Linked DNA regions of Rattus norvegicus: all the other regions are linked to region 3. A link is a contact called in public Hi-C data. All regions are on one chromosome and are shown on one strand. Each heading gives the region's core, a stretch centred on a gene start, on an enhancer-like site or on the middle of the called end of the contact. The rest is flanking DNA. Distances are from core to core; before and after follow the strand shown.

Region 1 (4,056 bases), core at 829-3,328, 160 kb before region 3:
AAGCTTCTTTGTTGGCATTGCTAAGCTAACATCAAGCTATTTAAATATTCTTTGCAGCAGGAATAATTGTGCTCATTTGTCACAATTATTGACTGAGAAAATACAGTTTATCCCATGTTATAACTTGTTAAGTTTGATTTGTTATTCCCTGAGAAGCTATAAGGACATCTGTCTTCTGTGTTCACTCATTGAATATAAAAGAAAAAATTCAAACATGGTTTAAGGCAAGTACAAATAGTCATAAGTTGAGAATTTAAAGTTTGGAGAGCAGGAAGCTAGCTTACAGCACTCAGACATGGTATCTTGGAAATAGTCTGGAGAAACATGGATAGAAGTTATTAGAAGCGATGGGAGTAGTCAGACATTTCTACATTTGATAGCAATATGAAACAGAATTTTACAAAGCAGGAGAAAAAATCCAGAGTTTATCCCAGAGGAATTGGCTCAGTTTGGGGGTGTTGCAAGGTTACCAGAAAGGAACCAACTCCAGATACCAACAGGGAGCTACCACTAAAGATAGATAATCTCATAGGCCAGAGAGAAGGCTTAGCATTAAAAAGAATGCCGTACCCTTCCAGAGGATTCAAGGTCAACTTCCAGTGCCCATGTTGGATGACTTAAACCACCGGTAACTCTAGCCCTAGTGTTTTTGGCATTATTTTGTGTATACGAGTGTTTTGACCTGTATATATATTTGTGTACCCTGTGCATGTCTGATGTCCACTGAAGTTAGAAGTGTGGATGTCCTGGGATTGGAGGAGTTAACAGACAACTTTGGGCTGCTATGTGGATGCTGGGAATTGAACTCTGGTTCTCTGCAAGAGCAACAGTGCTCTTAACCACCTGAGCCAACACTCCAGCTTCAATATTTGTTTTTATTTTTAATTATGTGTGCATATGTATGCAAATTAGGGCAAGTGCCTGGGAAGGCCAGAAACATGGAATCTCCCGGGCACTCAAATTACAGCTGCTTGCAAGCCACTGCATGTGGAATTGAAGTCAGATCTGCAAAAGTAGTATGTGCCCTTAACCACTGAGTCATTTTTTTCTGACTCCTAAATATGTTTTAGTAATAGTATGGTTAGACATTTAAGATCAGAGTTCTTTCAGATTTTGGTAGAATGGACAAGCTCTGTAGGCCTGGAACATACTTTATTAATAGTTGTATGGAATAAATTCTCAACAGTGAATTATATTGTTAGGTTCAGAATAGAAAAGAGGTGCAATCATCAGTATGATTAGAATTTCTTTTTCTTTAAAGTTAAAAATTATCTATGTCCCTCCCTCCCTCCTTCCTTCTCTTTCTCCCTTTCTTATCCCTTCTTTTCTTCTTCCCCATCATTGTTTCCTGTCTTGTTCTCCCAGGCACAGGAAGAGGTAAGAGGACAACTTGTAATAGATTTCTAAGAGGTCATCAGGTCTGGCAGCAGGTGACTTCACCCGCAAAGCCATCATGTTGCTACCTACATTTCTCCTCCTATTTAGTATTTCACTTAAAAAACAAATAAAAAACAACATTGTCTTCTCGAGGAATAACACGTTTATGCACATCAAACACATAAAGCATCCCAAGTCATAAGGTATTAAACGGCTAGGCACCCCTTTCCTATTCTCACAGCGTTCATTGTTCCTAATAAATAACTGTTTTTTGCTTGTTTGTTTTTAAATCGTCCCGAAGACTGTTTAAAATGATATAGCAGGGCATGGCAGCATAGTTATTTAATTCCAGCACTTTGGATGCAGGGATAGGTAGGAGCATCTCTGTGAGTTTCAGGCCAGCCAAGGCTACATAGTAAGACACTGTCCTACCCCGTTCTCTGCCCCCAAATAATACTGGGGGCAGTTGTGACACATAATTTATTCCCAGTACTCGGGAGGCAGAGGCAGGCAGATCTCTGTTTTTGAGGGCAGCCTGGCTTACAGAGTGAGTTCCACAACAGCCAGGGATACAGGGCTACAAAGAAAAACAACAAACAAACAAAGGGCTAATATAGTCCTCTCCAAGTCCTTAAAGGTGGCGGCTCAATTGCAGACTGAAAACCGGAAGCACCTTTGGGTAGGAAAAGATGACCCGGAAATGCTGAGTACTAAGCGGTCTTCCCTGAGGTAACTCAACTTCCGTGCTGAGCGCTGTTTAGGAAGTCGCTCTAACACTTCCACCCAGTGTTATTATAAAGGTTGCCCTGGAGCTCAGGTGTCCCACCAAATCCTCATGCTGACTTCTCCGGGCCTGGTCGTCCTTGAGTCTCCTGTCAGGTGTTCCTAGAATCTTCCGCCACGAGACGCACCACCCATCAGGTTTACTGGTTGGTAATATGATTCTTGCGTTTTCTTAATAGGGTTGTGTGCTTTAGGGTGTTTGGTTTTGTTTGAACCCATTTTTACATTATGAACACAGCGTTATAGTGTTGGACACACTTGTCAAAAGTTTTAATGAAGTCGGCTGGTCAGAATTTTGTCACATTTAAAAAACCCAGTGAATTGGTGGGTATTTACAGAACAGTTCGAGCATAGGGCAAAAATTATAACTTCAAGTCATGGAAGTATGTAAATATTCAAGGAAATTTTTAGATTTTCCATTATTCCTCTGGTAATTTTATTCTGTTAGATTTTGAGTTTTCAGACAAGGTCTTGATTTGTAGTGCAGGAGGACGTCCAACTCTTTTATCCTCCTGCTTAGCTTCGGAATGCAGGGATTTGACAATATTATTCATTCTTCACGTGTGCTTTTTAAAGACAGATTTAAATGGAAATCTGCTGGGAATAAAATTTCTGTCTTCGGCCCCGCAGTGGTGGCGCACATCTTTAATCCCAGCGCTCAGGAGGCAAAGGCAGGTAGATGTATGTTCGAGGCCTGGTCTACAGGGTAGTTCAAGGACAGCCAAGGCTATCCAGAGATCCTATCTCAAACAACAACAAAGAAAAACAACACCCCCCAACCCGAAACCAAAAAAAAAGTCACAACAAAACAAAACAAACAAACAAATAAAACTGCTTTCTTAATCCCTATGATGCCAAATTGAATTTTGGGTTTAAATTATTCATACATTATCTCGATCTTCTACCTTACGTTGAATTTTTAAGAAAAAGTGAGTGAACTGTCAAAGAGTTTAAGGGAACTCGTATTAATTGCCTTCTGTTTTGACCATGTGGAGTCCATTAAGAGTCATCCATATAGAGAGGGATTGGACTTCGATAATATTTGACTATTTCCTCTTTTGTCATAGTTGTGACAAATGTCTATGACTACCTTTGCTTTATATCTTAAGGAGAAAAGAAACATGAGCCTCAAAATCAGCAAACATTGTGTTGTATAGTAGAACATACTCTCTAATCCATAACAGCTCTTCAGCCAGTTTGACTATTGACAATACTCCTTGGTTTATGGGTTGGTCTGAGGTTGTTAATGTATTTTTGGAAAATCAATTATATAATTGGATGACTTTTGAGGTGTGTTTTCATGACTCGAGAGTCTGTGTAATTACTGTGTTGGTTTTTAAATCATAGCGTCCACCAGGCGGCAGCATGGTGTTTTCAGTTTCTTGAGCTCAGCGCTTCATGAGCAGACTGATGCTGTGCTAGTGTCAATGTGACAGTAATGAATATTGATCATATGCTGAGTGCTTCTTACCATGCCATGACCTGACCAAAGGATTATGTATGCACATTTCTCAATCATTAAAGTTCTGGGCCCCAGGACATTGCTTTTTATTCTCCTTATACCACATAAGGAAAAAGATTAAATAACAACAAAGACCATTTATTGGCACTTCATTGCCAGTGAATGACAGCCAGAATCGGAACTTGTGTGCTTAAGCACTGCTCATGCTAACCTAACTAAAGCTGTCAGGTGTGCCCAAATTCCTAAGGCCCACACTCAATATATAAGAAACCTGACTGGTACAAACATTTAAACTTATTTGTACAAATGTCATTTTGCAGAACACTTTAAGCAGTTTGCAGAAATTCATAGAAGTGTATAAATATCCAGCAAAAGTTCTAGATCTTTTTCCTGAATCTTCTGACAATTCCTTTATTTTTTGTTTTGTTTTGTTT
Region 2 (4,101 bases), core at 240-2,739, 220 kb after region 3:
TCCAATCCCACTGCACTGCTGCCCCTGGGCTCTCCTCTCACCATTGTCCCTCTGCCTGGTGGGCAAACTGGGCGTTCTCCTTCCCAAGGCCCCAAGCTCCTTCTTTCTTGCTTCACTCTCACAGGTAGTGAAATCCCTTCTCCTCCAGCACATTTCTTTGTTTTGGTGAAATAGTCTTGGTAAAATATTTGCCACTTAACTATTTTTAAGAAAGCCATCAACTCCTAGATGTTCCACGAAGTAAACATTCTATACAGGCACGCTGGAGATCCTGGAACTCTGTGTGGGTTAGTTTAAAAAGCTTACCAGATCATTCTGTGTAGTGTGGAAGTTACCACATTCCTGGAGTAAGCATACCACATTATAGGTACAAAAGCTCTGACCACCACCGAGGCTGGAGGAAAGAAGAAGAAAAATGTACCGGATGCCTGGCTCCGAATGACAGACAGCTCAAGATTAGTGGAGCATATACACACAATCCACCTGTGTAACCCACCTGTGTAACCCACCTGTGTAACCCACCTGTGTAACCCACCTGTGTAATCCACCTGTGTAACCCACCTGTGTAATCCACCTGTGTAACCCACCTGTGTAATCCACCTGTGTAACCATGAGGACGTGCTTAGGGTGTTACACAGTGGGAGGGAGATAAAGTTTGGGCATAATTTTGTAAAAAAGAATCCACAACTCTTTGAAACGAGGCACATTCATTCGGGAGCCAAACTTAACAGTGTTTCCCTCCGTGGGTTTTGTTTTAAAGATGTTTTCACTTTGCTGAGAAGTTTCTGGGAGGACTCCCCAAAGAAATATAGGTACCATTTCAGTAAAGTCAAATCCTGAGCCAGGTCTCATGATTTTCAAAGTACAGTGTAATTTTACAAGTGTGATGAAATGTGAATTTCCTCTGTCTTAATCCAGAGCACCAGCTTTAGTGAAGGTTTTAGACCCCCAACCCTACCTATTTTGAGGGTTTGGGAATCTGATTTGGACTGAGTTTTGTCCCCCATCACCAGGGCTGGGTGAATCTGAGGTTCTCTCTGGTTACTTTTCAGTAGACACTGGCATAAAGGCCGAGAACAGCTTTTATTTCACAGGTCAGAGCATCACGCCCAGAAGTTACCTGGCAACCATCGGGTAAACTCTATTGTCAGACATTTAAGCTGATGATAGAGCTTTCTAATCTTGATTGGCCTGCTGTCTTTTTCCTGCAGACACTGGAAACTCACGATCCTCCTTCAGAAAGCAAGGGCTATGAGGGTAGAAGGTTACACAGAGCCAGGGAAAGGGCTTTTATAACCTGAAGTTAGGGAAAAAGAAAAGCAAAACCAAACACAGGAGGACCTTGTTCTTTGACCCAAGCAGAAGAAATCTGCTGGGAATCCCAGCCTGCCATTGAGAAGAAGGCAGGGCAAAGGCCGCTCAGGCCGCCACGTCACCTGCAACCTGACCTCACCGGGCCCCTCCCTGTCCCCCATCCCACACCCCACCCCCATCTCCGGAGTCGGGAGCAACCGGCGGCCGACGGTAAGCGTTGCGGCCCCTGGCTGCAGAGCCATTGCACGATAGACCAACTAAGGAGTCGGCTCCTGCCGCGTCCCCCACGCTCCCGGGACGCATGCCGCGTGACCCGCCCGGGTTGGGGTTGGGGTTGGGGTTTGGCTTGGTGGCTTCCCGTCTGCACTTGGTCTTCCGCTCCGCCAGGCGCTGCGGCTCTAGGGTCTTGTACTGTGCGCAGGCTAGGGGACACTCCCCCTTGTGTCCAGAAGGTCCCTCCCCGCCAATGGTCGCCCCTGTTTGTCCTGCCCTCGGATAGCCCAGCCAGAATAGTTCAGCCAAAATAGTTGTCTGCTTCTCCCAGACTCAGCTCAGGGATCGCCTCTAGGAAACACACCGGAAGGGGGAGCTTTGGGTAACACGAACGCTTTTGTGTCCCTGAAAGCTGGCCTTCCACACACCTGGTTTTAATAAGTGCCTAGGGAGAAATATGGCCAGCAGCCTGAAGCATCCCCAAGAAATTCTGTCCACTGAAAGGAGACTTGCACTGTTCTCAATGTGTGCAGACTCACAGAGCCAGGGGCTGCAAAACCCGGTGCACTTTTCAACTTTATTTGTAGCCTAGACCGAATGTAGATTGTAGTGATGTTAGAAATGAGATCTAAGCAGCTGTTACACACTCATTCATTAAACCTTGAAGACAAGAAGACTGCACAATTATGCACGATGTATCCCCCCCTTTCCAGTTCTAATCATACAAAAAAGGCTCATTGAAAAAACAACAAACAAGTAACCACCTTCCTGTACTCCCACCTCCTTAACCACAGACACACATGTAACCAGTTGCAATTAGAGGTACTTGGCATGTTCTTTTCAAACTAGGAGGCTAAATTACATCCCTACAGAAGGGAAGTTTTCTTAAAGTCCTGAGGAAACGGTCTCACAATACAGAACTGACTGGAAGTCAAAGATTCTATCGGGCTTTTAGCCTATATCGTAAAAGTTTAAAGAGCCAAGACATGAAAGACTTTCCAAAGGAGCCTTCTGAGCTGTATAAATACAAGTTCTGAACATTCCCGCTTACATTTCTACTGCGCCCTCACTCAGAGCCAAGAGGAAGCTTCTATTTAGCACTTCGTTCCTTACACTCTTAAGAAAAGAATGCTCACCCTACTATGTGCTAGAATTTTGAGACCATTAAATTTTCATAAAGTTTTTCCTAAACCCTTAGTCAGCATTTAACCCGAGGCCTCCAGGTCTTGTACTTCTGCTCCCTCTGCCTTTCCCTTACTCCTTTGCTTATTCGGATTTCAGCTCACAGGCCCATTTCCCTGACCGCATGAAGCTCTGTTTAAAGCACCCTTTGGAATGATCTCATTAATTTGATTATTGCCTGTCTCAGAGAGGGGAGGGAGGGAGGTGAAGAGGGAGAGGGAGAGGAGGGAGGCAGGGGGAGGGGGAGAGGGAGAAGGAGAGGAGGGAGGCAGGGGGAAGGGGAGAGGGAGAGGGAGAGGGAGAGGAGGGAGGCAGGGGGAGGGGGAGGGGGAGAGGGAGAGGGAGAGGAGGGAGGCAGGGGGAGGGGGAGAGGGAGAAGGAGAGGAGGGAGGCAGGGGGAGGGGGAGAGGGAGAAGGAGAGGAGGGAGGCAGGGGGAGGGGGAGAGGGAGAAGGAGAGGAGGGAGGCAGGGGGAAGGGGAGAGGGAGAGGGAGAGGGAGAGGAGGGAGGCAGGGAGAGGGGGAGAGGGAGAGGGAGAGGAGGAGGCAGGGGGAGGGGGAGAGGGAGAAGGAGAGGAGGGAGGCAGGGGGAAGGGGAGAGGGAGAGGGAGAGGGAGAGGAGGGAGGAGTCAGTTTTATTTGCTGTTCTTCTGGAGAACATCCCACCCCCACTGTCTATTGGGGCTGGAATTTGTCAACCCAGAAAAGGGTTTGCAATGCTGAGTGTAACCTGGAGGACACATGTCTGTTCTCTCTCTGTCCTCTGTCCTTGCCTTTCCCCCTAGATGGCTCAGGCTCAATTGCTCTCTGATCTTTTGGCTTTTCTTAGGGTCTCAACATTCCGTTTTCACCCAGAAATTGGGATTTGGAGGCAGCTGGGGCTTGGGGCAGTTTCTGCTGGCTGGGAACTTTGGACTAGAGAGTTGCTGAGGCTCTCTCTCCCACAGGCTTGGGGACAGGCAGCCACATCAGTGCCCTGACCCTTTAGCACCTCCCGCATTTTGGCTGTTCATGGGAGGCTCTAAGGTTGGTGCACGGTGGGAGCTGCTTGTGAAAGATGTTCTGTTTATGTTGGATTCCAGGCGCAGGGAATAATTAGGGGAGTGGCATGCTGTTAAAGTTGAGGGTTTTCCTCATGGGCTGGGCTACAAGGCTGCAGTCTGGCCTGCTGGCTGGCAAGAGGACATGTACTCCTGTGTGTCTCTGAGGAACCAAAGGCTGGAGGTAGGGGAAGAAACTTTGGAATTTCCCATAGTTCCTTCTGGACGGACGACTGTTGAGAACCCCTACTGATGTGAAGTGAAATGTCTGATGCTCCAGGCAGCTCAGGATCTTACAGGGCCCCTAGCCAAGCCTTATGTCAAGTCAGTGTTTAGAGATAACAGTGCTGAAAG
Region 3 (3,869 bases), core at 113-2,612:
AGATGATGGGCAGGGTGAGGTGCTAGGCAGGCTGAAGTGCTAGGCAGGCTGAAGTGGTGCACAACTGTGGCCACAGACCTTGTGGCAGAGGCAGGGAGATCTCTATAGGTTCCCGGCCAGCCAAGGTTTAACAAACCATAGTGAAACATTTCCCAAAAGTCAAAAGGGGAAGCAGGAGGAGGGGATAGAAAATGCACGGATGTCAAATTATCTGAATAAAGCCAAAAGAACCTTGGGGGAAATAACCAACATTTTTAATCCCACAAATTTATTTAGCTACCTCAGAAACCAAACAAACCCGTAGATCTGATGGAATTATTTTTCCAAACAATAGCACAGTAATTTCATATAGAAGGTGGCATGGCATTATAAAAAAGGTTATTTTGAAAACTTGTGTCATATTAGAAAGAACAAAACACAAGAAATCATTTTTTTCTTTATGACACAAATATATAATCTAACCAAGATTTAAAGGAAGCATTTGTTCACTTCCTGCTTTACAAACCTTTTTCTAAGAATTAGTAAACGCTTAATGTTTTTATACCATTCTTGCTGACCACAAGACACTCGACAATGTGGTCAAATGACAAGAAAGTCTCTATTCATACCCTGGATAGATAAATACTAGTTAATTCCTGGGAACTCTAGCTACCATTGCTATCAAATACTCTTGTATCCTATGTGTGCATAGCTTCCTCTCCTTCTTGTTTAACATATGGAACCCTAAGTTTCTGTCAGCGTGAGAATGCAAACGACAAAAATTTTGGTTATAGAAAATTAAAAGACTGTCATCCCAGCAATTAAACTTCTGTAACAAGAAAAACAAGAAGTCATCTGTCTTGTACACCTTAGTGTAAACCCCAATTAGTGAACTTCAAAGTGTCCAGGATGGCCGGCCAGATGCTTTTGCCTCACAGCGGGTTTGGGACTGACAGGTGGGATTATGGGAACAGAAAACACGAGTCAACAAGTAAAATACAGGCCACTCTCGCCTGTGGCCCACTAACATCCACATTTAGACGCTCAAAGTTGCTTCTCCCGGCTACACGCGAACTTCGCAGACACCGTTCCGGGTCCGCGGAAAGTTCTGGGTCGACATCTGCGACTCCGGATAAGTCCCGACGCCCACCGGGCCCGCGTCCGGACCGTCGGCCGCGCACGCGCCGAGACCCAGGTTAGGAGAGCGCGCTCCCACCTCATGGGCTCGGTCCCGGGCATCTCCCGCACCCACCGCCCCGCGGGTCCCGCAACGTGCACCTGGTCTTCCTCGCTGATATCGATGAAGGCCGGGACGCTCATGGTGAAGGCCTGGCTGCGGAAGACGCTCCGCTCCAGAACCACGCCGACCGGAAAAGGAGCGGTACCACACGGTGTTACGCACAACCGCTTCCGGGTCAGCCTGATGGGGCGGGTTTCGTGGGCGGGACCCGCAATTCTACTTCCTCCCCGCAGCCTCTAGTCTAATTCTCTGCTTTAGCTGTTGCCCGGCTCTTACCTGAAACCCTTCCCTCTCCCCAAAAGTGGGTTGGGCTGAAGTGTCCTTTGCCCGCTGGCTGCCTGCGGGTCAAACTGTGCTTCAGGCAGCTATGGGACCCTACCTCGGCCAAAGCTTCGGGAACCTAGTGAGTTCTGACGACTCTGGGAGCTTTCCAGATGGCTCCTTTCCCCTAAAGCCTTGGAAGTTTTTGGGTTTTTTCTGTTATGTTTCAACCCAGTTTGCTGGTCCATTTGCTAGGCAGTGTTTCTAGCTACTTAAGGGTGACTAGTTTTCAAAGAATGCTCCCACTTAACTAGTAAGGACTTATCCAGAATACATACCTCAGTGGGTGTTACTCAGTATTGTTAGGAATTGATTCCAGGATCCCTTCTCTAAGGATGCCATAATCTATGGTGCTCAAGACCCTTATATAAAAATGGCATAGGACACTTAAAATACCCAATCCAATGTAAATTCTGTGTTCTTTGTTTTCTAGGGAATGACAAAGTCTGCATATTCAGTACAGATGTTTCCAGAATACTTTAGTGTGCAGTTGATTGAATCTGGATGCAGAACTTGGAGCCATGGAGGACCAAGAACGTTGAAAATGCAACAATAAGGGGAAATGCAATTTAAAAGTGGGCTGAAAAGTAAAGACAGACTTTATTAGAGAATATACACATGGTATCCACAGTTGCTAGAATGCCCCCATTAAATGGCCTGTCAGGTATTTTCTTCTTTAATGATTGACATGGGAGGGCCTAGCCCACTGTGGGTGGTGGCACCCTGGGTAGGTGGCCCTGAGTTGTATTGAAAAGCAAGCCAAGCTAGCTACAAGGAGAAAGTCAGTAAGCAGTAAGTACAGTACGCCTGTGCTTCAGTTCCCACCTCCAGGCTCCTGCCTTGGGTTCTTGCCTTGACTTCGCTAAGCAATGGAGCTTAGCCTAAAAGTTGTCCAATAAAGTGAACCCTTCTTCCCCAAGTCATTTTTGGCCATATTTTATCACAGCAATGGGAAGCAAACTAAGGCAATCTTCCTGGAATGCTGGGTTACAAAGTAGGATGAGCAAGGAAAAAAAGAGAGACTGCTTGAACAGAGGGGAGCAGATTTCTGAGGGGTAGGGGGAGAGGCTGTAAGGGAGAGTGGGGCAGTGAGTCAGAACATGTCAGAATGGTCTCAGGGTTTTAGGCTGGCCCGGGAAACGTTATTATACCAGTTAGCTAGGCCACAGCCGGGCACTGACGCTGGAGCAGAGCCGCTCGCCACAGCAATCTTTGCTCTGAATTTTGAAAGGTGACATTTTCTCTGAGATTAATATTTTTCAACTATGCTCTCATTTTCTTGATGAAAATTTGTTTTGAACATTAATGTTGCCAGCTTTTTCTTCAGTATTTATTTTAACTCACCAGTAAGTCTTTCTTTAAAAATGCATATATTTTGTTGAATATTTTAAAACCCTATTTTAACATTAGTCCCATCCCCCAGTCCCTTTTTTTTTTTATTTTACTCCTTGCTATATTTTAATACCAAAGTTGTCTGAATTCTTTTTTTTTATTAACTTGAGTATTTCTTTTTTTTTCTTTATTATTTTTTTTCTTTTTTTTTTATTAACTTGAGTATTTCTTATATACATTTCGAGTGTTATTCCCTTTCCCGGTTTCCGGGCAAACATCCCCCTCCCCCCTCCCCTTCCTTATGGGTGTTCCCCTCCCAACCCTCCCCCCATTGCCGCCCTCCCCCCCACCAGTCTAGTTCACTGGGGGTTCAGTCTTACCAGGACCCAGGGCTTCCCCTTCCACTGGTGCTCTTACTAGGATATTCATTGCTACCTATGGGGTCAGAGTCCAGAGTCAGTCCATGTATAGTCTTTAGGTAGTGGCTTAGTCCCTGGAAGCTCTGGTTGCTTGGCATTGTTGTACTTTTGGGGTCTCGAGCCCCTTCAAGCTCTTCCAGTTCTTTCTCTGATTCCTTCAATAGGGGACCTATTCTCAGTTCAGTGGTTTGCTGCTGGCATTCGCCTCTATATTTGCTGTATTCTGGCTGTGTCTCTCAGGAGCGATCTACATCCGGCTCCTGTCGGTCTGCACTTCTTTGCTTCATCCATCTTGTCTAATTGGGTGGCTGTATATGTATGGGCCACATGTGGGGCAGGCTCTGAATGGGTGTTCCTTCAGTCTCTGTTTTAATCTTTGCCTCTCCCTTCCCTGCCAAGGGTATTCTTTTTCCTCATTTAAAGAAGGAGTGAAGCATTCACATTTTGATCATCCGTCTTGAGTTTCCTTTGTTCTAGGGATCTAGGGTAATTCAAGCATTTGGGCTAATAGCCACTTATCAATGAGTGCATACCATGTATGTCTTTCTGTGATTGGGTTAGCTCACTCAGGATGATAT

Evidence for each region. Hi-C and Micro-C count contacts between places; a contact is called where the count stands out from the background.
Region 1: a contact with region 3 is called in a Hi-C map of the A7r5 cell line, with 1.8 times the contacts expected there. The contact joins the promoter of Ccdc73 here to the promoter of Eif3m in region 3. A contact is called at or near these places in 2 of 12 Hi-C or Micro-C datasets (the A7r5 cell line and Schwann cells).
Region 2: a contact with region 3 is called in a Hi-C map of Schwann cells, with 4 times the contacts expected there. The contact joins the promoter of Them7 here to the promoter of Eif3m in region 3. A contact is called at or near these places in 2 of 12 Hi-C or Micro-C datasets (the A7r5 cell line and Schwann cells).

The regions. Positions count from the first base shown.
Region 1 is chr3:111,735,693-111,739,748 of GRCr8, forward strand. It overlaps Ccdc73 (coiled-coil domain containing 73), which reads left to right and starts at 2,079. Exons shown (of 17, transcript XM_063284943.1): 1 at 2,079-2,306.
Region 2 is chr3:112,119,448-112,123,548 of GRCr8, forward strand. Them7 (thioesterase superfamily member 7) reads left to right here and starts at 1,490. Exons shown (of 3, transcript NM_001144862.2): 1 at 1,490-1,524.
Region 3 is chr3:111,895,831-111,899,699 of GRCr8, forward strand. It overlaps Eif3m (eukaryotic translation initiation factor 3, subunit M), which reads right to left and starts at 1,363. Exons shown (of 11, transcript NM_001168523.1): 1 at 1,258-1,363. The coding sequence starts at 1,299. LOC134486134 (a long non-coding RNA gene) reads left to right here and starts at 1,484. Exons shown (of 2, transcript XR_010064865.1): 1 at 1,484-1,622; 2 at 1,974-2,459.